Regions from separate parts of the Sus scrofa genome. Here region 2 is linked to region 1. The links are chromatin contacts, called in public HiChIP or PLAC-seq maps. All regions are on one chromosome and are shown on one strand. The core of a region is the stretch at or near the end of the contact, and the rest is flanking DNA. Distances in the headings are between cores, read along the strand shown. Region 1 holds the start of CCND3 (cyclin D3). Region 2 has its middle 28 kb from the start of TAF8.

Region 1 (2,584 bases), core at 61-2,560:
TTTCCTCTACTTGGAGGACCCCAGGAGAGGCAGGGATCCCCATGGCCTCCTCCTATTTAGAGCATTACCAGAGGAGTTCCTGTGGTGGTGCAGTGGAAACCAATCTGATTAGGAACCATGAGGTTTTGGGTTCGATCCCTGGCCTCAATCAGTGGGTTAAGGACCTGGCGTTGCTGTGAGCTGTGGTGTAGGTCGAAGATGAGGCTTGGATCTGGTGTTGCTGTGGCTCTGGCGTAGGCCGACAGCTGTAGCTCCGATTCGACCCCTAGCCTGGGAACCTCCATGTGCTCTGGGTGCGGTCCTAAAAAATAAAAAGAAAAACAAAAATTAAAGAAACTCTTCCAAAAAGGATCTAGTTTCCCCACCCATGTTTTCCTCAGACAGAAACTAAGGCGGACTTCAGGGTTTTTCCAAGGCCACACAGCCAACTTGAAGAGGTGAGGCCTTGAATCCACGGTCTTTCCGCCCCGTTGTATTTCTGAAATGTGCGGATTTAGACTAGCTCTTCTAGCACTTTAATATGCACAGGAATCACCAGGGATCTTGTTGAAATGCAGATTTTGATCCTGCAGGGAATGGTGCAGAGCACAGGTTCTGGAGTCAGACTGTCAGCTTCCCAATCCTATAGCTCAGACTAAGACTGTATTTACCGTGTTTCGGTTTCCTCAATTTCAAAACCAATACAAGACCTAATTCATAGCTTTTTTCATGAAGAATCAAAAGTGCTTACAACAGTCTTCACCTAGAACTAGCTTTTTTTTATTTTTTTAAGAACTAGCTACTTTATTATTATTCATATTCCCTAAAGCAAGCAGCGGGTGAAGTCGGGTTTGATGACTGACTGAATGAATGAATAACCTTTGGAGAAAAGTTCTTCCTGGGCAACTGGAGTCTGAGCAGCCAAACGGGAGGGCTTGTAGGTGGGGAAGAGCCCCACCTCCAAAGTACCTCTCTGCACCGGGTGGTCAGAAGGCTCGGAGCGCCCGGAAGCCGGCCGGCCCGCGCCCGGCGGACCAATACGGCCGCCCGGGGGCGGGGTGGGGGGGAGCGCCCGCCCGCCCTTTCCGTCTGGGCGCCGGAGGCCCCGCCCCTTGGGACGTCGCGACGTCCGAGCATTCCACGGTTGCTACTCGGTCGCGAGGGGCGGGGCGCCTGTCAGGGAAGCGGCGCGCGGCGGCGGGGGCGGGCTGAGGCTCCAACGCGGAGTGCCAGCGCCAGCACCAGTCCCGCGCCCCGCGCTCTCCGGCCCGCCGCCTTGCGTTCTGGCTCGCCAGCCCGCACTCCCGCCCTGCCCGTGCGCTGCCCGAGTATGGAGCTGCTGTGCTGCGAGGGCACCCGGCACGCGCCCCGGGCCGGGCCGGACCCGCGGCTGCTGGGGGACCAGCGGGTCCTGCAGAGCCTGCTCCGCCTGGAGGAGCGCTATGTGCCCCGCGCCTCCTACTTCCAATGTGTGCAGAGGGAGATCAAGCCGCACATGCGGAAGATGCTGGCGTACTGGATGCTGGAGGTACCGCCCGGACTGGTCTCCCCTCCCCCGCCACCCTTGCGTCCCCCAGCTCCGGACATCCCGGGGCCGCCCTGTCGGGACATCCTGGTCCCAACAACAATCATCAAGATGTTTCTGTGGCGCACATCCCCGGGGCCTGGCCTTGCGCTCGCGCACCCTAGCCGGCTGCCTCCCAGGTGGTCCTTTCTTTCTCTTCTCCAACCCTGGCTTTGACTGCCAGTCGTTTGGCACCCTAACTAACCCTCTCTTGGGCCGGGAAAGCGGGACAAGGGCCACCCTCTCCCCTCCGGCTTCTCCCAGCGTCTCCTGCCTTGCTCCCCTGCCCGGCCCTCTCTGGAGAGCGCGGCTGGAAAACCTTGGGCTCAGCCGCCCCCGCCGCAGAGCCGGTTCCTGTGTGTGTCGCGGGGTTCTGGCGGGGAAGGCGGTGGGGGTGGCGCGCGCTGTTCCGGCCGTCAGGGAAATGAAAAGTGCGGGAGGCCGCGGCTGGAGTCTCCTCCCTTCCCTTTGGGTGTGTGCAGTGGGTGGCGGTAATGGGGGTAAGGTCCCAGTTCTCTGGCTACAGTGGGTGACTCGTCCGTCCCCCATCGCCCTCGGTATGGGGGAGGGCAGACTCAGTTTGGAATCCTTAAGGGAGCCTCTGGCTTACAGCCCCCCTCTCCCCAGCCCCGGGTGTGGGGGTGGAGGCAACGTCGAGGAAGTGGGGGGGGCGTCACCTTGGGGAAGGCGCATCCTGCGTTTTAGTCCCTGTCACTGTAAGGACACCTACCCCCTGCCATTTCTTGCTCCCCGTCCCAATCCCTTTCAGCCCCCCCCCCCAACCTTTAGTGCTGCTGCGTCTCCTCTGCCTCTGTCCCAGAAATGACCGTGCGCCCTCCCCCAGGTGTGTGAGGAGCAGCGCTGTGAGGAGGAAGTCTTCCCCCTGGCCATGAACTACCTGGATCGCTACCTGTCCTGCGTCCCCACCCGCAAGGCGCAGTTGCAGCTCCTGGGTGCGGTCTGCATGCTGCTGGCCTCCAAGCTGCGCGAGACTACGCCCCTGACCATCGAAAAACTGTGCATCTACACGGACCACTCTGT
Region 2 (2,584 bases), core at 61-2,560, 60 kb before region 1:
CCTAAAGTATTTTTTAAAAGGAAGGCAAGATGAATTTTAAATTTATTTTTAAATTTTGTCTTGGGTGTATAAAACTAAAGGAAAGAGGCATTATTCATAAATCGCTCAAATGAAATAAAAATGGCCTTTCAAGTGAACATTTTATGGCTAAAATATAAAATGCTAATTATTGGAGTTCCCTGGTGGCTCAGTGAGTTAGGGACAGGGCCTTGTCACTGCTGGGGCTTGGGTCGATACTGTTGGTGTATGTTCAATTCCTGGCCTGGGAACTTTCATAAAGCTGCGGGCATGCCCCCCCCAAAATGCTAATTATTATTTTGGAAAAATAAAAAATTCCCAGACCCTGACCTCACCTATGTGTTTTTTTGTTTGTTTGTTTGTTTGTTTTGTTTTTTTATGGCCACACCTGCAGCACGTGGAAGTTCCCAGGCTCGGGGTCGAATCAGAGCTTCAGCTGATGGCCTACCACACAGCCACAGCAACGCCAGATCCAAGCCACATTTATAACCTGCACTGAAGCTTGTGGCAACACTGGATCCTTAACCAGCTGAGTGAGGCCAGGGATCAAATCTGCCTCCTCATGGATACTAGTTTGGATTCTGAACCTGTGGACCTACAAGGGGAACGCCTACCTACATACTATTTTAACCGTTTCTGCTATGTCAATATGTGGATTTTTAAAATACCTGTCCACTCATCTTTTACTCAATCGTTGCAGAATTCTCACAGATTGTGTGCTAGGCCCATGAGACAAACTGTCTGCCCTCTGGAGCTCCCAGTCTGGTTGAGACCCTAACAGCTGAGCGCTTTCCACTTAATGAATATGTGGCTGGGATGGGTTCTGTGCTGCTTGCAATGGAAGCTTGCAAGCAAGCGGTGGGGGGCCAGGGGGTACAGTCAGGGAAATTTTGGTGGAGAGGAGACATTGCTACACGGGGTCTTAAAGGGCAAGTGGGAGGGCCTAGATGCAGAGGCTGGGGGACAGAGTGGCGGGGCCCCAGGAGTGAAGTGACTTATTATCAGCAGTCCTCCCAGCCCCCGTGGTTTGTTTCTGCTTTTCCTTTGGACACGACAGATTCTGCAAACAAGGGATCCAGCTGTTTATCAGGGGCCATCCCAGGGCCAGGGGCGCCCACTCCCTGCTGCACAGGCTGCGGGGCCCTGATTAAGGAAACAGCTGAGGCAAGGGACCCAGAGCAGAGGGGGCGGGAGAACCGGAAGGAAGAACGCCAGAGAGGGTGCAGGGCAGGGGAGAGCCTGGGCGAGGGACAGGAACAAAGCATGTGCCGCTGTGCTCCAGGGCGTGCCCCTGCCCTCCTCCACCTGGCAAGCCGCCGCTGCTCCATCACAGCCCCTGCAGATGGCCCCTCCTCTGGGACTGCATTCATTCATCAGACATTTCCTGTGGCGTCGCTCAGAATGGATCCCTCTCCTTGGCTCACTTAGCAAGTCAGCCTGTGGCCGTTGAAAGAGCGTGAACTTTGGAACCAAGAATCATAGCCGCAGTAGCTAACATTTATGAAGCCCTGGACGTATCCTGGGCCCTGTGATGAGTGTTTTGAATCTATTTTCTCGTTTAATACGTTCCATCGTCAGGGAGCTGGGAATTATTACCAGGAGAGGAGGAAACTGAGGGCCAGAGGGGTTAGTGAACTTGAAGTATCAAAGCGAGTCACACCCCTGTCCGAGTCTCAGTTTCCTCATTGGTAGGTGGTAACATGGAGATGAAAATAATACCTTCTTCCCTGGTAGTTGCAAGAACTAAATGAGGGAAAGTATGCGAAGCGCCCAGTCCATTCCATGGGAAGGTCGACTCCCATCCTCCCCATTGTAGCCTTCACCGCTGTCATTCTGTATCGGGCTTCGTTGGGAGGTGCTAGTCTGAGTTTGCTGAACATGGGAGAGTGGTTGAGAACATCCATTCTGGAACTGGACTGGCTGGGTTCAAAATCTAGGCTCAGATCCACGACCGCACTCTGATAAGTGACCTTGAGCAAGATACTTTAACCTCTTTGAGCCTCAGTTTCTTCATCTACAAAATGAAAATGATGATGGTACCGTGTGTGTGTGTGTGTGTGTGTGTGTGTGTGTGTGTGTGTGTGTGTGTGTGAGCGCTACTGATATTAACCAGGCTGGAAACTTTCTGAGGGCTGGGTGGTTTTCAGGACAGTGTCACCTGAGTTGTCACTGCCTTGATGAGTTCATGTGTGGTTGAGTAGTCTAGATAATGGTATAACAGCAAGACAAGTACCCACATGATGATATTTGTCTCCTTATAAGAGAAATCCTTGCTGGAGTTCCCGTTGTGGCTCATCGCGTTAAGAATCAGATTAGCATCCTTGAGCACGAGGGTTCGATCCCTGGCCTCGCCCAGTGGATTAAGGATCCAGCGTTGCCATGAACTGTTGATGTAGGTCACAGACGCAGCTCAGATCCCACGTTGCTGCAGCTCTGATTCGACCCCTAGCCTGGAGCCTCCATATACCGCAGGCGCAGCCCTGAAAAGACAAAAACAAAAAAGAAAGAGAGAAATACTTGCTTATTGTAGAAACTTTGAAAAACATAAAGGAAAAATAGAAAGGAA

What was found. HiChIP or PLAC-seq counts read pairs in DNA pulled down with a chosen protein or histone mark.
Region 2: an H3K27ac HiChIP or PLAC-seq map of skeletal muscle shows a contact between it and region 1. The contact joins the enhancer-like site here to the promoter of CCND3 in region 1. A contact is called at or near these places in 9 of 47 Hi-C or Micro-C datasets (alveolar macrophages, blood, epiblast stem cells and 3 more) and 2 of 2 datasets of contacts at active chromatin or transcription factors (alveolar macrophages and skeletal muscle).

The regions. Positions count from the first base shown.
Region 1 is chr7:37,093,538-37,096,121 of Sscrofa11.1, reverse strand. CCND3 (cyclin D3) reads left to right here and starts at 1,310. Exons shown (of 5, transcript NM_001078678.1): 1 at 1,310-1,507; 2 at 2,388-2,584. The coding sequence starts at 1,310.
Region 2 is chr7:37,153,622-37,156,205 of Sscrofa11.1, reverse strand. It overlaps a transcript of CCND3 not described here. Among named protein-coding and RNA genes, the nearest start is that of TAF8, 28 kb to the left of the region's middle. Within about 2 kb of position 1,310, at least 38 of the 83 cell types and tissues checked have an H3K27ac peak or open chromatin away from gene starts, as enhancers often do. A contact at or near this core is called in alveolar macrophages, liver and skeletal muscle, where this site is marked.